4 separate regions of the Mus musculus genome follow, and regions 2, 3 and 4 are each linked to region 1. A link is a contact called in public HiChIP or PLAC-seq and promoter capture Hi-C data. All regions are on one chromosome and are shown on one strand. The core of a region is the stretch at or near the end of the contact, and the rest is flanking DNA. Distances in the headings are between cores, read along the strand shown.

Evidence for each region. Promoter capture Hi-C pulls out the DNA fragments that hold promoters and counts their contacts. HiChIP or PLAC-seq counts read pairs in DNA pulled down with a chosen protein or histone mark. Capture Hi-C pulls out chosen DNA fragments and counts their contacts.
Region 2: a contact with region 1 is called in a promoter capture Hi-C map of adipose tissue. The contact joins the promoter of Snph here to the promoter of Rspo4 in region 1. A contact is called at or near these places in 11 of 39 promoter capture datasets (the 3T3-L1 cell line, 3T3-L1-derived adipocytes, the HPC-7 cell line and 5 more), 1 of 484 Hi-C or Micro-C datasets (embryonic stem cells) and 1 of 9 other capture datasets (adipose tissue).
Region 3: an H3K4me3 HiChIP or PLAC-seq map of embryonic stem cells shows a contact between it and region 1, with 13 read pairs. The contact joins the promoter of Tmem74b here to the promoter of Rspo4 in region 1. A contact is called at or near these places in 4 of 115 datasets of contacts at active chromatin or transcription factors (embryonic stem cells, fetal liver and stem cell-derived neural progenitor cells) and 1 of 9 other capture datasets (embryonic stem cells).
Region 4: a promoter capture Hi-C map of second pharyngeal arch cranial neural crest shows a contact between it and region 1. The contact joins the promoter of Fam110a here to the promoter of Rspo4 in region 1. A contact is called at or near these places in 5 of 39 promoter capture datasets (cranial neural crest, frontonasal cranial neural crest, liver and 2 more), 3 of 115 datasets of contacts at active chromatin or transcription factors (forebrain, neural tube and stem cell-derived neural progenitor cells) and 2 of 9 other capture datasets (liver and pancreatic islet).

The regions. Positions count from the first base shown.
Region 1 is chr2:151,839,888-151,845,464 of GRCm38.p6, reverse strand. Rspo4 (R-spondin 4) reads right to left here and starts at 2,538. Exons shown (of 5, transcript NM_001040689.1): 1 at 2,313-2,538. The coding sequence starts at 2,391.
Region 2 is chr2:151,629,971-151,635,547 of GRCm38.p6, reverse strand. Snph (syntaphilin) reads left to right here and starts at 2,955. Exons shown (of 6, transcript NM_198214.3): 1 at 2,955-3,092; 2 at 3,294-3,400. It overlaps Gm46786 (a long non-coding RNA gene), which reads right to left and starts at 669. Exons shown (of 3, transcript XR_001783621.2): 1 at 363-669.
Region 3 is chr2:151,698,778-151,704,354 of GRCm38.p6, reverse strand. It overlaps Tmem74b (transmembrane protein 74B), which reads right to left and starts at 2,347. Exons shown (of 2, transcript NM_001160363.1): 1 at 1,910-2,347.
Region 4 is chr2:151,977,451-151,983,027 of GRCm38.p6, reverse strand. It overlaps Fam110a (family with sequence similarity 110, member A), which reads left to right and starts at 2,809. Exons shown (of 2, transcript NM_146127.3): 1 at 2,809-3,035.

The DNA.
Region 1 (5,577 bases), core at 1,289-3,788:
GTCTGACACATAGTACTCATGTGTATGTCTGGGTTTGAGAAAGGCCAGCCTCTCCTCACTGCTTCTTCCTTGGCCCTTGATAAGCCAAGAACTCAGCTAAGCCTAACCCTGCCTGAAACCACTTGCCCATGAGAGCTCTGACTGCCTTGCAGGACAGGCTCTAGGAAGGTGTAGCCTCCACATCAGAGCCAATGGGGAAACTGAGGCTGTGGGCAGAAGCAGAGGAGAAACCCTTTTGTCCAAGGTCACACGTCATGAATGGTTAAGGAGAGGGACTGAAGTCCAAGGCCGTCTCCTTTGTATCACATGAACAGTCACAACCTCGCTGAAGACGCTGGGCAGGCGTGCATACCCGAGGCTCAAAAGCAGCCTCTCCATCTAACTGGACCAATGCAAGGAGCAACGCTCTGCTCCCACATTCCTTAGGAGGTGCTGGCGAGCTGGGCTAAGGGGAAGGACAAATGGTTTTCATGTCCCCTCCCCCTTGTCCTCTCCCTTCATTAGTGAGAAGCATCTTAGAAATCTAACTCTGCTCCCCTCCAGGTAGGTAAACTGAGGTTCCAAGAAAGGAAGCCTAACTCAGCTCATAGGGTCTCACAATATTTATCACATGGATCTGAGTCCGCTGTATTGCTTGTCTGCTGTGCAGCCTTAGACAACTGCCCTCTCTGAACATGTTTCCTCTCTAAAATGTAAGCACCTCTCTTTGCACTCACTGGCCTTTTCTAAGTAGTGAACGACATAACAACCAAGAAACTGGGATGATTAATAGTATCAGGCCTCACGGAGCACCCGCATAGGCAGCTAATGCTCTACATCTTAGCTATGGTTCCCCTGATGAGTGGGAGACTGAAGTTTATTGCTTCCATCTTAAAGACAAGTTGGTGAAAAGATTGAAAACATCCTTTCAGAGTGGAGTATCTGGAGGACTAATGGAAAGGATCTCATACAGGTAAAACTGAAGTCTGAGGGTCTTCCCTGAGGTCACTCAGATAAAACCTTCAAGGAGGGCCACAGATCCAGCTAGGCTGGCTCCAGTACCTGGGCTCTGGACAGCGGGGTGAAGGCCATTCACAAGCTTTCACCTTCAGGACCCCCAAGTCCCTGCAGCCTACCCGAGGTCCACCTACACCTCTATCCTCTCTGCTCTTTGTCCAACTCCCTTAACAGTTTCCCTAGGCCACGGCCTGATATTCCACCCCATACCTACTTCCCCACTGCCCCTGTGTTCCCTGCTTCCTTATAGGAGCTGCAACATCTGCGAAAGGCTTTCCACGCAGATGGACTAGAAGTCCCTATGGGTAAGGCCACTCTCACACACCCTACCATTCAGTATTCCCAGACTCAGGCTCTCAGTCAGAGAGCAAATCAGAGCTCCCACCTGCCCGTTGGACTGCTCAACAAAGCAACCTGCATGAATGTCTGGTTCCTGCTCTATAGAGTGAGATAGCCACTGTCATTAGGGCATCATAGGGGACCTAGGAAACAGTGTGTGTCTCACTCTTGGCATGGCAGCCAGCCTTTGGTAGTTGATGCACAGACAGGCATCCAGAGTCCTGGGGCCTTCCCTGTTCAGACACAGGGCTTGCTGGTCCTCTTGCCCTCCCAACACCAGCTCAGGTTCTGTCAACTCCAGCTCTGCAAGGGCAGTCTCACCTCACCTCCAAAATACATCTGACTGTGGCACTGAGGAACTGTGGCACAGACCCCAATGTTCACAGGGCCCAGGCGCGATTAGAGTCTCAGGTTCAAGTTTCCTTAGTGGCTCCAGGAGGTCCCAAGGAAAAATATCCTAAGATTCTGAGAGAGGACAAACTTCTTCCAGGTCATCCCCAGAAGACTTCAACTTGAACACAGGTCTCAGTCATGCTGATACCACTAGAGAGGCTTACCCAGATTAATTCTGGGAGTGTGGGGGTTGTGACAGCAGGGGTCAGGAGCAGTGATAGAACCCCCGAACCCCACATGAGCCCTGGAGTCACTGATCTTCATCCTGGCCCAGCGTGGATGCCTGGGCTGGCTTCTAAGTCACTAGCCCTGTCTTCTAGTTCATTGTTTCCAAGGGTGGTTCCTTGGGTTTTTGGTGTCTGTGGAGTTACCCTTGGGACACTGCTGGGAGGCTGGGGCCAGTGAGCCCGACCTCTAGTTCCCTCCCAGTAGTGCTTCCTAGGTCCAGGTTGTCGACAACTCCCCGTTCCGACCCTGAGTCAACAGTCCAGGCATCAGGCACCAGACAAATACCCATATCCGCTGGGCTACCACGAGTCTGTCTTGTAGTGCCTACCCCACCACCAGCCCGGCCACATCTGTACCTTGCTTCTTCCTTCGGTACAGGGCGAGCATGTCCACTGCGTGGGCGAGGAGCAGCAGCAGGCAGAGTGGAGCCCGCATCTGGGCAGCCTGGTGCTCCTGGCTCCCCGACGGCCCGGCAGCCTCTGTGCGGGGGACAGCCTGTGGCGCGCGTTGAGCATCCGCGGGTCGCTGGTCGCTACGGCCACCAGGGACCCGCCGGTGCGCCCAGGGCGCGGTGGGTCGAGTGAGGGCGTCAGCGCGGCCGCGCGGCCGGGGCGGGGAGGAGTCGGCGGCTGGGCGGCGCTTAACCCTCGGGGGGCCCTTGCGGGCGCAGCCCCACGCCCCTCGCACGTGCACAGGCCGGCTCTAGGTACACAAGCGCACACGCCGCACTGCACACTCACCCGGACAGACCCTCCCTCTGCCACTCTGGTCTTCCTCTTCCTCCTGTCCCCAGGACCGTCCTGGCTTGTTTTTCTGTTTATTCCCTGACTGCCTCACCTCCAACACAGGACTCTTGCCAAGCGCATGGGCCTCTCTGGCTCACTGTTCCGACCTGGCTAGCTTGGGTTCTGTGGTGTCTTGCCCTTTCCATATCTCCTCTGGGGTTGGGGGACGAGGGTAGGCGGAGTGGGGGAGGGGGGAGTGTGAGCAGGCTGCTGCTCCACTCTGTTGCTTTTTCTTTCTAGTTATCCCAAACACTTTCTGGTTGTAGCCTCTGAGCCTTTCCTGCTGCAGCCTTGGGGAGACCCTACTCTTTGACCCAGTGTCCAACACCGCATACTTTGCTTACCAAAGGACCTAGGACCCAGGGTATATTTCTTCCAGCCTTATCTCCAGGATTGGGTTGTTTTTTAACCTTTTCAGTGCCAAATTGCTCTTCCAATAAAACAATATTCTCCTGCCTCCTGTTACCCTGTGAACCAAGCCCATTCGCAGTGAAGCTGCCACAGAGAATGTTTGAGAGCCACGAACTTGACTTTCTGCTAAATACATGCATAAAAGCTTTAGAATAACGAACTTTCTCTTTTGACTAATTGTTCATTCGAAGGGGGAAGGGATTCGCAGAGAGACCAAGTAGTTTGCCCAAAACTGCACAGCAGCTCTATAGCCTTTCAGACGCGTCTCAGCTCAGCACACAGTCTCATCACCGAAGGGTGGAAGAGAGCCTTGGAGACCCAAAGGACCGTCTCGCTTCCTGTTTGCTACAAGTGTGACTTGTAGATAGAGAGAGGTCCTGAAGCTGCGGTCCTGCCCACTTATTCCTACACCACCAGCCCACCAGCACACACCTACCTCTGACCAGCCAGGTTCCGATGTCCTTGCTGTCTGTCTTCTCCCTTTCAGCCCAAGTCTCCACCTTCTCACAGTAGTTTGCAAGCTTTTCAAGCCTCTTATATGTGGTGTTTCTTTGTTGTTTGTTTGTTTGTGTTTGGTTTTGTGAGACACTGTTCTTGTGTATCCCAGGAACTCATTATGTAGATAAGGATGACCTTGAACTCCTGATCGTCTTCCCTCCATCTCCCAGGTGCTACTGAACAGGTCTGTAATACCACTTCTAGCTCCCTCTTACATCCTGAGCATCTTTTGTCTTGGCCTCTCCATGGATTGGTGGCCTAATTCCATTCCTCCACTGACTCTTTCAGAACCCAGTCATAATCTGACCCTCTTCCAGGGTTTTCTCTCTTTTTCTCAGTCCATACCTCTTCTGGGTATCCATATTTCCTCTTAACACATTGGTAAACATAGATATTTCTGTTTCTCCCTTTGCCCTAGTTATCCATGCCCCCCCCCCTTGGTTCCCATTCTTCGGGTACAGGTCCTTTACATGGCTTTTGCTATGACTCTGTCTAGAAAATTCTTCCATTTGTCCCCCTAGAACTTGGCTACAGCATGGCCTCCCCCCCCCCCAGACCTTCTCCCGTCACTGCAGAAGTACTGGACACTCATTCTGCTTGCCACCTCACTCTCCTCTTCTCTTTACAGAGCAGCCATCCACCACTGGCTTGGTTTTGGCTACAGCTTGCTTGCTTGTGAGTTATATGGGGGTAGCAACCATCTGTGTATTCTTCATGTGCCCAGCGTGTAAAATGATCACTCGATATTTTTGAAATGAGTAAATGTATGAATGAGTGAGATGAATGAGCGAATGGTCAAGCATTCACTAATCCCCAGATTTATTGTGGGACCTGTGGTGGCCTCCATGGGCTTGGATGTTTCAGTACTTGGTCCCCAGCTGGTGGTGCTGCTTGAGTAGATTTAGGAGGTGTGGCCTTGTTGAGGGTTACGTCACTGGGGGCGGGCATTGTTGTGGGGGCGGGCCTTGGGCTTTAAAAGCAGTGCACCATTCCCAACTCTTGCTCTTGCTCACACTCTGCCTCAGTTTTCCCCTTGTGGTGTGAGCCCTCAGTGCTCAGCTTTCAGCTCCGGCCACCATTTCTTCCATCTTGTTCCCACTGTTACGGACCCTAAATTCTGGAACCCTCAGACCAAAAAACCCTTCCCTCTGTAAGTTGTCTCCGCCATGGTGTTTGATCACAGCTGTAGAAAAGTAAAACCTCAAGAATTTCCTAATCTTATGAGCCCAATGGACTTTCTGGACCCTGCAGAATCTGATTTTGAGGATTTAAGATCCCAAACTCAGGATCTTTTCCCTCCCTTAGATGCCCAGAGGGGCTGCTGTTTCTCTCGGGGTTGTCTGGATACTTCACCTGCCGTTTGGACCCATTGCCTCAGCACAGCTACCCAGGGAAGACATTGACACTGGGGATGCTAATGATCTGTCTAGGAACTGTGGGCTCAAGGATAATAGGGGATGCTGGTCACCGTAAGAATAGTGACTTACAACACATGGTCCCATAGGCTCAGGCTTCCCCCCCTCTTCCACACAGTAGTCCCTTTTCAAGCATGGTTTTCTTTTCCCTAGTTTCAGGTTATGTCAGTTGATAAAGCCTGCAAATATGAAATGGAAAATTATAGAAATATTTATGAGTTTTAAATTGTAGCCTGTTTTAAGTAATGCACATCTCCAGCTTAATCTGGTCCTGGATTTGAATAATACCACGTTCTAGTATATTTGAATAATACCATGTTCTAGTATATCCATTCGGTGTGCACCATCTTCCTGGTTACTGTTCAGGTGACTCGGCAGTGCTTGTGTTCCTGTCAGCCTTATGTCATTTATTAATGGTCCCAAGTAATGACACTAGTGAGTCACATATGCCAGAGAGAAGCCAGGAAGTGCTTCCTTTTAAGTACAAAGGTAAATGCCATATAGGATTTTTG
Region 2 (5,577 bases), core at 1,706-4,205, 210 kb after region 1:
AAGAGATCCAAGGGGAAAAAAACCAAAAAGCTAAGTTCTGCCATCCCAGTGACTTAAACCTTGACGGCCTTCTTTAGTTAGCCCTGTTTATGGTTTCCCTTAAGAATGCTCACATAGCTCCCACGTGTATGTATTTTGTTCAAATTTTCTTGCTGCATTCAGTGAGAGCAAGGTGCTTGCCCAGAACTGGAATAAAAACTGGTTTTGAAACTGAAAAAAAAAAAATCTAAATGTAATGTTTCCTAATTAGTGCAAAATAAAATTACTGATTTCTTTGGAATAATTTTATCTTGTTTTATGTTTGTGACCCTCATTTGTTGCAATTTCCCTTATTCCTAAACACTGATTCTCTTCTCAATCACCTGCTTTCTGAGGCTCAGGAGAATTCTTTACTGACTGACACCATTCCAGATGGGAGTAGTGTGGGTGGAAGAGCTCTCTTGCTTTGGGGACATTGTTAGTGGAGACTTCTGGGAAATGTAGTCTTTTAAATAACCAGGGGAAAAAAAAAACCAGGAAGACGATATGGAGATAGATCACAGTCTTAGAAATTCTCTCCCCATAAACATGCAGTGATTACATGGTATTGTTTAAGTAAGAAGACGTTACTTGTTTAATTAAGGCAGATAAAGCATGCCATCACTAGTTCTCTGGTGTAGTATTAGGGGGTTTTTGTTGTTATTGTTTGTCCTGTCTTTTTTTTTTTTTTAATCTCCCATGACCTTTTCAATTCCAGTGTACTGTTCTTGCTACCACTGCTCTTTTTATATTTCTGCATAGTGTATATAATATAATGATGGCCTTTAGGCAAGAGAATTAAATTTAACTGGAGATTTAATAGAGAGAAGGTGTAACAAATGCCCCCCCCCATAGCCATTTACTACTTTAAAAAATAGAAAAGAAAGAAAGAAACCCTGGTAGATTTAATAAAAATGCACTATAGAAAAAGATTTGACTTATAAGAAATAGAAAAAATTAAAATAATGCTTTTTTGGGTAGGTATTATGAATATTTACAAAGCTACTTTTGAAATAGCAGGCCAATAGTGCAGAGACTTAATGTAAATTAATGAAGTTGCTTTGCTAATTCTGTTGGAAAACTCAGCATGGGTAGAGAGTAGAGGCACCAAGTTCAGTCCAGGCCAGCATTTATTGATCATCTTCCATGTGCTAGCTTCAGTCCTAGGCACTAAAGATATAGCAAGAGGAAAATGTTCTTTCCCTCACAATGTGTACATTCTAAGGGAGGTGATGTAGATTATCACAGGTAGTAACTAACTGTCTTTTTTCAGTTACAGATAATTAAAACAGCAAAACTCAGACATAAATGCATGAGGGAGGGCATTGCTGGGGAGGTGGCTCAGCCACTCCAGTGCCTTCCAGTGAGCATGGGAATCTAAACAGCCAGGTAAAGAAGCCAGGCAGGGCCACACTAGTGTAGTGAATCAGGGAGTGAGCTCCAGCCAGGCTCATTGAGAGACCTTGTCTCAAAAACGAAAGTGGTGAGTGGTTTTAAAAAGGACCTCTGGTGTACATACATATACCCACCCATCCACACAACCTCTGGTGTGCACACACACCCACACACATACAAGCTCCGGGGTACACACCTACACCCACACAAACACACGTTTATGTGTACATACAGCAAGAACAAGCGACTGAAGGAAGAGGAGGTCGGTGCGCTCTGTAGGTTGACTGGAAAAGGTCTATTACTTTTCTCAGGACCTTGACCAAATCTCTGACAGAAGGAAACTTTAAAAGGGAAGGACTATTTTGGCTGTAGTTTGAGGGAAATATAGTTTATCATGTCAGAGGAGACATGGCAGAAAGCTTATGGTCGCGTTGTGTCCTCAGTCAGGAAGCAAAGCGATGAATGTTCCTACGCAATGAGTTTTCTCTTTTCACCCTATCCAGTCCGGGCCCTAGCTCACGTCCAAAGTGGGCCTTTCTTCTTTCCTTAGGGAAATCTCTTTGCAAACACCCTCACAGACATATTCAAACATATGTTTCCGAGTCGACTGTAAATTCAGTCAAGTTGACAATGGCAGATGACCTCCCTGAGATAGCAGTGTCTGAGCAGAGACTTTGAGGAGTCCAAGGAGCAAACTGGACGTCTCGGTTGTTCCAAACCCATGAACTAGCAAATAAAAGCTGGGGGTAGAGGCCCAGCAAGGAAGAATTTAAGAGCAAAAGAGCAAAATGAGTGGCGGGCAAAGTCATGTGAGAGGACACCAGCGAGTTGAGCTAGAATAAGAGCAAGACAGCAAGGTGAAAACTTCCCAGAAGGTAGTGAGCAAAGGCCCAGCTGACCAGAAAGGGCTGCTTCAAGAAGGGAGCCCCTTCCTACTGCACCCAGTGGGGCAGGCAAGAAACCAGGCCAGCAAGTTAACTTATGGCGGCCAGAAATGGGAGCGCTAGAAATCCAGCTTCCTGGACTTTGTGGTCCCTTGAGCCCTTTGATGTCAGGTAAAAGGCAGGAGACAAACCCACAATAAGGATTAATTCGCTTTTTATTGCCCAACTTTCCAGCTTACTGTTTTAATACTGCAAAGGATAACATTTCTTAAATACCTTCGGGATTTTAAGATTTTTTTTTTTTTTTTAAGGCAAGAGCTGTTCGCATTAAATAACTCCTGACATTCACAAATTGGTTTAGGGGGTCAAAAATGTTTCTAAAGGCGTCCAGATAATACTACTACTTAATGTGTGCCAAGGGGTGAGATACTGAGGCCCAGAAGCTGAAGGGATAGATACCCTTTGAAGTCCTTCCCATCCCCCACCTCTGAGCAACAGCTAGTTGGAGGTAATAAAGGACCCCATGCATGCTTGTTGATGTCTTGGCTCCAGGGCTCTCAGAGCGAAACCAACTATCTCTTTAAGAAGGAAAGTGAAGACGGGAGGCTTACGCAGCTGCCGGCGAGCTGCCGACTGGCTCATCCCCCTCCATCCACCTCTCCTTCCCCGCCCTCCACCTCTCCCTCCCCGCAGCCCCAGCCCCAGCAAGCACCCGCTAGCCACCTTCAGCTGGGGCTCGGGAGAGCAATCCGGCTGCCCTCCTGGGGGCAGCCCAAACCATGGAAGCCTTCGCAGGTGATGACAAGGACCCCGGGGACCTCCGGGCCCACCGCCCAGCCTCACCCGCCGCACCCAGGAGTGCAACTGCGGGGGTGCGGGGCGCCGGCCAAGCACAGGAGCTGCCCTAGCCCGCGGCGGGCAGCGTGTCCTCCGAGCTTGCGGGCTGCGGCCACCGGCGCTCACCCGCCTCTGTCTCTCTCTTCCCCACCGCCGCAGGTTGCTGATCACCGCCAGGCGGCTGCTGCAGCGACTGCAGAGGCGCTGCGCCAAGCGGCGCGGGAGTCGTGCGAGCCGGCCGGACTGCGGAGGGCGAGTGGACCCAGGTGAGGAGGCCACGGCGGAGCGGGAGGGGGCCTCCGTGGCTCCGCGGCCGCCAGGGTCAGTTTGAGACCGCTTGCGGTGGCGCGATCCCGCAGAGGTACCAGGCGAGGAGGGGATTAACGTGACTCATCCCTAGCCTCCCTCCATTCCCCCACATCCTCGTAAGCACCCCTCTCCCTAGCGTGAAATTTACTAATTAATTAGAGGATGCTGTTTTCAGTAGGGAAGACGCCCAAGGTCTTTGACATCTAGTAGATGGGTTTTAGGGAACTAACCCCTCGCCCTTCTTGTTTGTTTTTCTCTTCTGGCATTCTGCAAACATGTGAGCTTCTCTTTGGAACCGCACAGCACACCCACCACAAGGTCAAGTGCCTGTGACTGCCTTCCTATCTTGCCCACTGATAAACATCAGAGCCTTACAGTAGATCTGGCAGAATTTCCCATGATCCCTAGAGTGAGAAATTTGCCTCAGTCTCCCTGGAGCTTCCAGGGTATCTGTTGTTTTCTCTTTCCACTCCCTAGCAGGGAGCCAGACGGCTTGCAACACCTGCCAGCCTCTAAACTCCCCACATTCCCTTGCTTCAACGCTGCAGGGGTGGCGAGGCTGGTCACATGCTGCTTGTTGCCTTGGCCTTCTCTGCCCACCTGGGGGTACTTGGGTGGGCTGGAGGAGTTTCCCAGAAAATGCTGGTCTCTGCAAGTCAAGGGGTGTAAGGAAGTGAGATAGGCTGAGGTTCTGGGCCTTAACTTGCTGGTTGGCTCCAAGTAGCCATCTTACTATTTTCTGGGGTGTGGGTGTCTGTTTGCTTGTCTGTTCAGTGCAGAGGCTGGGCTAGATGATCCGTACAATTTTAATATATCACTTGAGTGTGGCTTCAATAACTCTGGAGACTTGTCCATTAAAACCATTTAAGGTTCGGACCTTGAAATAATTGAGGTCCCCTTGGCCATTCTCTTTTGACTCTGGACTTCCTGAGTGGAATGTTGACCTTCTGGGTCTCACAACACTGGAAGCATCAGAGGATTCTATGGTAATATCCCTGCCCTGACAAGTTACTTACCTTCCCTCATTTGTGAACCTGGGAGATGGTACCGGCCTCAGAGTTCTAAGGGTGAGATGAGATTCATATGAAAGCTCTTGAGATAACGGCTTGACACACACAGTAGGTTTTCAAGGATTCAGAATTTGAAGGCAAATTAGGAGAGAGAGGAGTTCATGTTTGCCCCACCAGACTCTTCCAGAGCAACCAGAAGATGAGAACATTTCCGTCGCAAGAGCTAAGACAGTTCTAGCAAATGACAGTTGCCTGCAGTCATGTATAATCCAGCCATGAGCTTGGAAGACCCTGTCATCCATAGGTGGCATCCCATGGGAACAGAAGCACATGAGTCTTGAGTGCTGGCAGAGAGCAGGAGCCAGGATCACAGATCTCAATCTTTGCCTTCCCTGCACAATCTCTTCTGAGACCGAAGCAAGAGAGTCAAGTTCTGGGGCCCACATTTCCTATTCTCTGTTTCCTTCCTTCTTGTCATTTTCAGCCGACTGACCAGCCATCCTGTCTAGCTCTAGTTTATTCCAGCAACATAAAGGAGGCTCCCAACAGCGTGGGGTGGAGTTTTTGCCGCAGCACCAGTTAGGTCAAAAGAGTGGGATGCCCCCTCCCATCCCTTCTGTCCTAAATCCCTGCTGGACTGTGAGCTCCCTCTGGCAGAGGCCCAGTCTTTGCTTCTCTGTCTCCAGCCTCTGGCCCATGACAAGGCATAAAGTAGGTGCTTAATAAGTGTTGAGTTAAATACATTTGAGAAAATGATACCTCCAAACAAGCTATGTTGGGAAAACAAAAAACAAAAAACAAAAAACAAAAAACCTGTGGTGAGTTGGCTTTCAAAGGTCAGATGGTGCACCGGTGTGGGTTGCCATTATATGGAGATTAATAATATTCAGATTAGTATATATTGAGATTACTAGTAATTATTCATGCAATATACTCGTGATTAGAGAGAATTGGGAAGAGTGATTCCAACCATCACTGTGTGAGGGAGGGAAGCTGCACAGGAGAGCTAACCAGGCTAATACAGAAAGCAGTAGAAGGTTAGAAGACCAAGGTCCCAGACTCCGTCCAAGTGCCACCTCACTGTGTGACCTTGGACTTGATTTTTTTTAGCAATTGTTCATCTC
Region 3 (5,577 bases), core at 1,098-3,597, 140 kb after region 1:
GAGCAAATAACTGAAGTGATGGTAGATGGATGAATGAATGAATGAATGAATGAAACTCCGAGAGCAGAGGTGGGAAGTCTCTCTGACCTTCCTATGTGGATCTCTTAACAAACACGTGGCCTTTCATCCTAGTTCAAAGGCTGCTACCGCTTACAACTCCGTGCTATCACTGTGTTCCTCCTCTGCCGTGTCCGTTTAATACACGCTGAGCACTGACTACTTGTTAGATTTTTTCGTTAACACCTCACTCAGGAATAGCTCAGCTCTATCCCCATTTTAGAAAACACAACCAAGATCTTATGGTATGTATGGGGACCAGGGACCAAGAGTTGAATATATGTACCCCAAGAATCTCTGTTCCCTACATACTTGCAAAACCCACACTCCACCTCCCTTCCCTGGCTCTTGGAACCCTCACTTGAGACAGCAGGCATGGGAATCCTGGTCTCTCCACATCTCCCTGGGTCCCTAGCCTTCTCTCAGTTCCCAGAGGATGGATAGAAAGGATGGACGGGAGTGCTAGTTGGCTTTTTACTTTTGGCATTCAAAGCTACTCAGAGCCTGAAAGTAGGTGCCACTTATGGCCCCCACCCATTAAGCCCTCAGTAAGTCTGAAGAACGTGGGGATAGTCCACAACACTTTTCCTAGATGGTGCATTAGTGCCTCCATATCCCAGAGGATATCTGGGGCACACAAATAAAAGAGAACAGGACTCTCTTTTACTCAAAACTTTTTCCTTGGGATGCCTGGGTGAAGGAGCAGACACAAGGAGGCTTCATCCCTTTAACTGCTTTGGAATGTCTGTTTCTCTCATAAGATGCTTAGTAAGTTACTAAAGGGCTTGCTTATCAATTATCCAGACATTAGCTCACATGCGCGCACTTGCACACAACACACACACACACACACACACACAGAGAGAGAGAGAGAGAGAGAGAGAGAGAGAGAGAGAGAGAGCTATGCTGGTGCTCATGGATCACACTCCAAGCCCGAAGCCACACCAGTTATTGTAATTGTATCTGCAGTCCTATAGTTCCTGAAAGGCAAGAGCCCCCCCACCCCCGCCCTGTTCCACACTCACTGTCCTCGGGACGCTTCCCACAGCAATGCCCACAGACCCGGGAACTAAGTGTGACTCACAGATTCTCGGGTCACTCTGGTGGTGGTACCCACAAGAGGGTAAAATCAGGAGAGGGAGAGGGCGGGATGAGAGAAGGAGGAAGAAAGGGAGAAAGGAATGGAGACTACCTCTAGCACTACTGAGATCTAAGCAGGATCCACCCAGACCTGCCCAAGTCCAGCACTCTCACCCATAGCGCACTCTGACACCCCGGAGCTGGACACACTGCCAGGCTGGGTGAGGCTTCGCAAACCCAATCGACAGACACACGCACTCGTAGTACACAAAGCCTCAGGCGCGCAGATGCATACACGCAGGTCCACGCGGTTATACCCAAAGTTCTGCGCGGAAAGCCCCAGCACCCCGGCCTCCCGCCTCCCCCGCGCCCGCCGGCCCGCAGTTCACACCCCCTGCTCCTGCCCTTGACCGCATACGCCACGGGCCAGAGCAGGCCAGACCCGGACGGTCAGCGCTCGCAGAGGGGCGGCCCTGGGAGGCTGGGGCTCGGCGGGGCCGGCGTGCTCCACGGAGCCCCGGTCGCGTGTCCTTCGGCGGGCCGCGAGGTCAGGCGAGCTGTCCTTCGCTGCCACTCCCCGCCTCGGGCCCTGCGCCGGCGGCTCGCGGTCGGCGTGCGGAGCCGTGTCGGGCCTCCCTAGTCTCCGCACGCGGGAGCACAGAGCTCCGGGCTGCCGAGGGTGTGCGCAGATCCCGGCCCGGCCGCTGCCTCGCCCTCCCCGGCTCCCGCCCCCTTCCCGGCCCGCCCGCAGCGGCTGCCCGGGCGCACGTACCTGCTCGCGCCGCGCCGGGCTGCACCGCGTCGGCCGCTGGGGGGCTCCGAGAAGGAAGGGATAAGGCAGGGCGGGAGCGGAGGATCCTGGAGCGTCGCCGATCGAGCTCCGCCCGCGGCGGGCGAGGGCGCCGGGAGAGTTAGCGTGGGGAGGGAGCCGGCTGCGGGTGCCCGGCCCCCACCGCCCCTAGAGCCACCTCTGTCTCGCCCGCGCACGCTGGCCGGGGAAACCCTAGGCAAGGAGCCCGCGGCGCTGGGTACAGGGGCGGGGCGAGGCGAGGAAGGGGCGGGGGAGAAGACCCCTCCCCCGCCTCTGGGGAGACCCTGCGGCACCCGGGGATGCTTTACCCACCCCAGGTAGGACCCAGGGTCCTCTTCAAGGTCTGTAGATCCGGAGTATCATCCTTGCGTGGGGCTCGATGGCTCACGGGCGCCACGTGAAGGCAGAAACGAAGCCTCTACCCACCTCTATTTCTGATGGGTGTCCTTCTGGGTCATTGTCCACGGCCACGCACACTCTTGAGCTCCAAAGCCACCTGCAAAGCTCCTTCTGCCGGGCAGCCTGTCTGGCTTCCTCAGGGACACACTGGGGTTCGTCCATCTAGGCACTCCTCTGACCTGTGGAGCCCGGTGCAGGTGCACAGGTTTCTGTTTTAAAGGGAACTTCTTCCTCTTGGGGGCCCCAGGCCAAGCCCAAAGAGAGGTCTGGTGAGTAAGGGAAGGTTATGGTTTCCGGGAAAACTTCGTGGCCGGCTTCAAGTAAGTCTTATCATCTTTCTGAACCTTATTGTCCACCTTTGTCCAAGGGAATCATGACTGCTGACCCTGAGTACTCTGCCAGTGTGAGCGGAGGCTACTCTGACATCCAGGAAGACAGCTAAGGTGAGAAAATCCCTGCCCTGGCTTCGTCGCTCTCTCACTGTCAAAGGCTCACTGGTCCTACTCCAAAGGCATCCAGTCCTCACCCACCAGGAGAACAAAGGTTGTCTTGGAAGCCTTGTGGGCCCCGTGCTGAGCCTCCAAAGCTGTCTCCCTCTATTCTTTGAGAGGCCTGAGCGATTTGCATCTCTACAGGGAAGCTGGCAATGGCACCAGATTCCTGTGCAGTGCCATCTCCACCCCTCGCAGGTGTATGACCTCGTACAAACTTCTCTCTTTAAGCTCCTTTTCCCATCTGTAAATGGACTCAAGAATTCCATGAGATCCCAGCCATTAGAGTGTCCACAGTTCCCTCCCTGCCCTGTATAGTCCTGCCTTGCAGCACATCCTCAGTGGTCACTCTCTTCCCTCACTTCCCTCAAGTCTTTGCTCACATGTCACCTTCTCAGAACCACCTGCCTGGGCCATCTTCTTAAAAAGAGTAGCGCTCTGGCACCCTGCTTGCCTTCACTCAGAACTTCTCACTAGGGCATTCATCAGCTCCTGATAGTGTATTTCTTTGCTCAGTATCATTTCTGCTTAAAAATAAGTAACACGCTGGGTAGCAGTGATGCAGGCCTTTAAATTCCAGCACTTGGGAGGCAGGTGAATTTCTGAGTTGGAGGCCAGCCTGGTCTACAGAGTGAGTTCCAGGACAGCCAGGGCTGCACAGAGAAACCCTGTCTGGAAAACCAAAATCAAAACTAAGAAAATCAAAGCAAAAAAGAGCCAAGTGTATAGTACAGACTTTGTTCCCCTCCCTGGTGTATCCCGAGACTTAAAAAGGGCCCTTGATATCTATTCTTTAAATAAAGAATTGAGAGGTGCACAGCTATTGCTCTTGTTGTATACTTGCAACTAAGCAGAGCCCGTCCCTGCCCTCAAGAAACTCCGGTGATATTCCAGAAGGAAAAGGGATGCACACAGGCAGTGCTGTAGCCACAGTGAGGGATAACAAGCAAAGGTACACTGTGCTGTGCGCGTCTCAGGCAGGGTGCTTGCTTGAGTCTTGGGGATGGGATAGCATTTTAGCAGAAGAGGGGACTGGGCCACAACGGGCACTTGTATAGATGGCAAGTATTTAAAGAGCAAGGAAGAGAGATCCAGCAGAGGACTAGCGTGGACAAAGGCCTTGGGGCAGAAGGGAGCACAGTGAGCGTGGGCATGGAGGGGGTATGGTCACAGTGGGAGACCAAGGTAGGAGCATGGCAGGACATGGGGCTGTGCCAGGTCTCTGCAAAGCCTTGAAGGCCAAGAAGGATGTTCTTCTCAGGACAGGGGGAACTCCAACGTGGAAGAGTCGGAGTAGAAAGTTAGCTAACCTTCTATCCCCTTTATCATGTGAATTTGACCTTTGGTTGTCCAGCTCAGGTTTTTTTGGTTTTACAAGACCAGAAATATATTCCAAGTGATTGAGCAACACTGTTTAGATAAATATGACCCCTGTAGAGAAAGCTAGAATGACCCACAGCAGCAGCGGGTGAGAATCGGAGATATCAATATGAACTCACGTTCAGCTTAATACAGATATGGGTGGTGATGTATAGAAATATTTACAGAGCAGCCCTACGTGCTTCTGGAGCCGTGAGTTACCATGCAGACGTGGCCAAGTCCAAGAACCACATCTATACAGCCAATCCTGATAATGGCACAGAAACGACATCAAGAAATCTCAGTCACAAAGATATGAATCTCTTAAGGGGTTTGACCCCAAGTTCCTGAGGAAACCGTGCTTTGCCAAGAAGCACAAGAAAGACCTACAGAAGGTGTAGGCAATGAATGCATGTGCAGAGGTCATCAAGGCCCTTGAGAAGCCTAAGGCAGTTAAGCCCAAGATGCCAAAGGGCCCCAGCCACAAACTCAGCCATCTGGCTTTCGTCACTGACTCCACCCCTAGGAGGCAGATTCTATTCTGCATGGCCAGGAGTTGCAGGCTATGCCAAGCAAAGTCCAAGCTCAAACCAAGGCTACAGCCATAGTTCTAGCTCAGGCCCAGGCTTCAGCTCCAGTTCAGGCTCTCAAAGGTGCCCAGGCCCCTGTGAAGGCCCCAGAGAAAAGGCTTCTATCTGCTAATGTGAAGGCAGATGGAACTGTGTGACACTCCTACACATTACTTTTTTTTTTTTTTGCAAATAATCTTGAGGCAAGATCTGTTTTAAAATGTTTACAGAAATGTACATATACATGGGTTTACACATATATGAATTTCTTTGCTTCATAGCAAAGAATGCACCTAAGTGCAGAGAGCTTGGCTTCTTGTGTGTGTGTGTGTGTGTGTGTGTGTGTGTGTGTGTGTTATGTATGTGTGTGTATATGTGTGTGTGTATGTGTGGTATGTATGTATGGTATGTGTGTGTGTGTGTGTGTGTATGTGTGTGTCCTACGGGGGTTTTTTTGCAAATAATCTTGTGTGTGTGTGTGTGTGTGTGTGTGTGTGTGTGTGTGTTTGTGTTATGTATGTGTGTGTATATGTGTGTGTGTATGTGTGGTATGTATGTATGGTATGTGTGTGTGTGTGTGTGTATGTGTGTGTCCTACGGGGTTTTTTTTGCAAATAATCTTGTATGTGTGTGTGTGTGTGTGTGTGTGTGTGTGTGTGTATGTGTGTGTATGTATATGTATGTGTATGTGTGTGTATGTGTGTGTATGTGGTGTGTGTGTGTGTGTGTGTGTGTGTGTACCTATGGGAGTCAGTTCTTCTCTTCCACCTTATGGACCCTTGGAATCAAACTCAGGTTGCCAAGTTGGAGG
Region 4 (5,577 bases), core at 1,560-4,059, 140 kb before region 1:
AGCCAGGGCTACATAGAGAGAGCCTGGAGAGAGAGAGACAGAGACAGAGACAGAGACAGAGACAGAGACACAGAGAACAGGATACCCAAATTCCTCTTCTAGTCTCTGTGTACACATGTCCTAAACACACGTGTGTAAATATAACTTTTATTCTCATGTAGTAATTATCTGAGAGGATTACTGTCTCTATCTGCTAACCTAGGCATAGTCCCAAAAGCTTCTAGCCTTTGAACAATCTTATCTAGGCCTAGAATGTTTTCAGCCTGAGACTTGCTGTTGAATAAGCTCACCCTTTCTTGTTCCTTCTTAACTCTGGCTGGCTGGTTAACTCAGCTGTTCTGGCTCAAATTTCTCTCTAAGTTGACTGATTCATTCTCTCTCTCTCTCTCTCTCTCTCTCTCTCTCTCTCTCTCTCTCTCCCTCCCTCTCTCTCTCCCCCTCTCTCTCCTGAATTGCTTAGCTTGGCCTCATGTTAATTCTAGAAATCTGTTCTAATCTTTGGCTCCTTTTTATTCTCTGGCTCATTGTATCTATCTCCATCTGTGTCTAGCTTGTTCTCTCTTTAACCTGTCTCCGTACAACTGTCCTGGTCAAACTGCCTCCTTCCTCTCTCTGCAATGCCCCCAAGTATCTTCCCTGTCCTCTCTCTTCTCCTGAGAGTTGGGCATATCCTATTCTGTCAAATCTTTCTCTGATTCATCACTTTATCTGCCGCTCAACTAGACATCACTTTCAAACATCGATGCTTCCTTCTACAAACTAACTTCACCTTTGTTGTTTGGCATTAAAGGTGTGTGCTAAGGGCTGAGCCACACCACAACTAGAGACAGATTTTTTTTTTCAGTAACTAACACAGTCTGGGGGTTCACAGTGTGATCAAATATCCTGCAATACACATGTATGAATGCATCACACACACACATACAAACAAAAGTTTAAAAAATTCTGTGACAGTTCAAGACTTGGAAATTTGCAAATGTCACAGAAGTATGAATAAGAAGCTAAGTGCTGAGAGGCAGCATCTTTCCTGCAGGTTAGCTTTCACAGAGCCAGAGGTGCAGTGTAGGCTGCTGGGAGAGAAGAGATGTCAGCAGTCTTACCCAGATGTGAATCCTCTGAACTGCAATAGTGACCAGCAAGGCACAAATGCTTTCGTGGTAGCCAACAGCGTTTTGGTTGGACTTACAGCTTGTTCCACAGGAGGATGTGCATGTCTGGTATTGCAAATCTGGCCAAGAACCCATGGTTAGGGAGCCTACTGGTCCCAGGGTGAACCTACTGCTATTATTTGCTAAATGGTCACACTATCAAACTGCCTTCTAAATTCACTCTATATCCATAAAACTAATGCAGCTTACAGACGCCATCAGAGAAGGTTTTCTGTGCCATGGACAGCACAACTGGTCGAGGGGCTGGGAATAAGAGTCTGTGGAGGGCTCTGCCACCGGTGTGAAATATGTATCAAATCAGGACGGAAAGACTGTAAGAGCCAGAGGTCAGAGAGGACCAGAGTAAAACAGACTCTTGTGGGCACTTCAGGGCCACTGCGCCGGCAAACCACAGCAGCTGTGGTTGTCTGTACATGATCAAGCCAGTTAACATTTCAGTACAGAGAGGGGAGAGGCTATGAGCCCCCACTGGAGGAGCTAGTTAGTTATAGCTGAATGTTTCTGGGGGAAGGAAAGTCAGTTTTTTAAAGGGTTGCAGCAGATTAGACTTGGTGCCTTTTAAAAAAACAAAAACAGGAGGAAGAGAGGGTGGGTGTAGGAGGAGTTAAGGGGAGAGAGTGCGGTAAATACGACTAAAATACACTGTGTTTATGTATTAAATTCTCAATGAATGAATAAAAGTATTATCTTTTAAGTGTAAAGGAATTAGTTGCTGTTTGTTATTGTAAATAGGCTATGTTTATTTAAATAGTATGGTTATGTATTTAATATCTATCTATGCTGTACAGAGAGTTTTGAAGTATGCTTAAAACATGACACTTCCTTAGCATTCTCCCATTGTTCTTAAATGTCGTTTAATCTAATCGTTGTAAGTTAATGCATGGTATTCCCAGCTGGAAAGCGGCGTTGAAGGTAGGTACCTCAGAGCTGGGTCATGAGTCCTGACAAGAATTATGTAGAAAGCTCGATTCAGCTTCTTTCCCAGGATCGACGTCTATAATTGATCTGGTTTTGATAAGCACAGTGGGAGCTACGGGTGTGCCCGTTTGAGGATTGACTTGCCATTTCAGGTTAGGGGAACAGAGAGGGAGAGAGGATTGTGGGTAAACACACAGAGAGGTAGCTGCTGAGTTGGAAGTAGGGCCTAGTTTGGGGGGTGGTCACTTAGTACCAACTCATGGGGAGACTTAAGTCAGGCAGCAAGTGTGAGGACTACTTGGGCAAAACGCATGAATTCCGAGTCAGCCTGGGCAACTTGGTGAGACCCTGCCTCCAAAGAAAAAAGTGAAGGGAGAGAAAGCTAGGTATGGCATAGACCTATAATCCTAGTACTAAGGAGGTTGTGGCCAGCCTGGGCTAGGCTAGTTATGTGTGAAGGCCCTGCCTCAAAACCCCAAAAATATTGGTACTAGTGCCTGTGCAAAACCAAGCAAACAAATTTGGGACTAGTAACTCTTGCAGCTGGAGACCGAGGAAGTCCAGCTGGAAGAGAAGAAAGGTCTGCCAAGGCCTGGGCAGCCGGAAGGCCAAGCGGCCAGCTGGGCTCCGGGCAGCAGTCGCCCTGCTGCATCTGCGGCTCCTGATGTTGCCTGGCAACCCGGGTGGCGCGCCGTTCGAACGGAAGCGACGGGCCAATCAGGAAGTCCGGGGCGAACCATTGCAGCAACGGGGACGGCGGGCTCACTTCCCTTTCCTCTGGGGCCCCAGGGACGTTCTCCCGGAGGGAATCGTGGGACAGCCAGGGCGTCCCACTCGGAAGAGCTCGCCGGTCTTCACACGTAGTAGCCTTCTCAGGTCTGCAGGGACCACCAGCTGTCAGCCTCGGCAGCCGGCGAGGAGCGGGATTCCTCTGGACGTGGGCTGCAGGTGAGCATGGGGGTAGGAGGCGGAGGGTCCCGGGGCAGTGCCCACGCATTAACCCGGGCAAGAGTCTCAGTACAGGGGGTCGACAGAGGAGAGTTCGTGTCTAGTGTCCAGCCCAGGGGGCCAGCAAAGGATCCAGGCTGTTTCCCTTTCCCACTCTGCAGTTCCCGCTCCTGGCCGATCAGAGGAACCCCGCGGGTTACTCTTTAAGGGGCTTATTGGGAAGACGTGGCTCAGGGGATCCCAGGGCTAGGCTACCCGTGCCCTACCGGCCCTTGGAGTTCCCCTTCAGGACATATACCATTCCCTCCCCATTCGCAACTTTTCTGCCTTACAGGGTTCTACAGAGTCCCAGTTCCCAGTGCTGCCCTCTCAGAGGGCCTCCCTGGGTTGAGTCCCTAGGACTGCAGGGCAGGGTTGAGTCCCTAGGACTGCGGATCCAAAGGCCTTGGAAGTCATGTGGATGTGTGTGTGTGTGTGTGTGTGTGTGTGTGGTACCTCTAAGCCAGAGTTGCTGGAACTGGACTTGAGAGTTGGGTGCAGGGTCAGACCCTCCCAAGTAGAGCATCTAATTTAGGCTGGACTCTTACCTACCCCCCTGTTGTTGATCTCGTTTCGTAGGTGGGGAATCTGAGGTTCTGTGAAGTTGAGGCTGTTGCTCAAAGGCACAGACTTAACTATGCAGAAGTCTTCAGTCCTTGACACAGGGAATCACCGACTCGATGGAGGATCTCTTATGAAGGGAACTACTCTTCCTCTGAGCCTCATTCTGGCTCTGGGGGAGCTGTGCTTGTCCATCTGTCTTTGTGTCATGCTCCCTACTCCAACTCTTGTATGGCCCAAGCTGGCCTCAATCTTACTATGTATGACCAGGCTGGTCTTGAACTCTCCGTCTTCCTAAATCTGCCTCCTCGGATGACAAGCATGTGCCACTGGCACACCAGTTCTGTGCCATTTTCGGGATAGAACCCAGGGCTTGGTTTGTGCTAAGAGAGCAATCTACTAGATGAGTTACACCACTGCCTCATTTCTTTCCACGTCGTCTAGCTTCCTGTAGCCTGATCTCTCCCCGAGTGTCCTGTTTTTCTCAGTAGCGTCTGTTCCATATTATGCGTGAGGTGTCTTATTAAGCAGTTTATTATCTTCCCCAGTGGAATGTGTCGGGCAAATGAGATGCTTAGCACAGGCACAAAAATGTCAGGGTGGCCGAAACTTGCAGAATCAAGATGATCAAAGCCAACATCTGTTGGCCATTTGCTGTGTATTGTGCTGGGGGTGGAGCAGGATAGGGTGGTGTCACTCAGGTGGACTCTGGCCAGCAGAGCCAGCATAGGCATTGTTATGAGCACACACACACACACTCTCTCCTCCAGCTACCTCACTTTAGGCAAAATGACAGGTGCCTCCGTGCTTCAGTGATTTGCAGCAAGCAAGAACTGGACAGACGCAGAATGGCCCTCAGTAAGGACTGATGGGAAATAATCCGAAACTCCTTAGATACTTTTGTGGCACCAAGAGGAACATAGATGACTAGCAAAGGGTCTGGGTGAGAATTACACACATAGCATGATGCGCTTTGCAATCCTGAACCCTGACTGTGGGCCAACTAATTGAGAAGACACAGACATAGTGATTACATCTACAGAAAGTTATGAGGTCACTGCCCTGCCTGGGGTTTGTCATTGGCTGTGTGAGTTTGGGCAAGTTTCTTCACATTTCTGAGCTGGGGTAAAACACTGCATGTGGAGTTCAGGCCTAGGCAGGACAGGAAGTGGGTGTGGCCACAGGCCTAATTCAAGCCTCACCTTCCTATCCTGGGTCAGGCAGGCCCTTCCCTAAGGCCTTGCTTGTTAGTCTTTCTGTCTCTCCTCTCTCCTTCTCTTCCTCCTTCACTGCAAGTCTGCCTTTGTTCCCATTTTTGTCAGGGTGCAAACTGAGTCCCCAGAGTTTGAGTTAAGTGGAGAGTGTGTGCTGGAGTGGTTCACGCAGGAGTTCACTGTCCTAGGCATCCTGGCCCCTCCCATGGCAGCCCACTCCTAACTCCTTGAGGTTTGTACAGAGCTACTCTGAGCAAGGCTGACTCCAGGGCAAGCCAGGGCATGAGCCTAGTGAAAACTCCAGAAATAGCTTGGAACCTGGCCTGCCCTGGAGAATGCCCAGCAGGGCGTCCAACCTGGACAGCTGGGCTGCCTCTTCCCCACTGCCTGGAGCCTTCTTGATCCTCTCCTGCAGCAGCCAAAGGCCTCCCTGTCTATGGAGCCTGATCCGGCTTTCCTTTGAAAGGACAGAGAAGCAGGTGGGAGGTACAGAATCGCATAAAATGATCAACCCTAGAAATCCCACCTTATACTGGGAAGAGAGGACACACGGCTGCCTGGGCTTAGAATGCTTGCCCCGTGCTGAGAACTTTAGCAGTGTGAGCTGTGATTTCGGTCCACTCTATGAAGTGAGGGGATTGCTGCTTTTAATGCATGGATGCGTATCCTGCAGCAGGCTTGTGAGAGGACACTTAAAGGAGTCAGTTCTCTCCTTCTACTGTGGCACT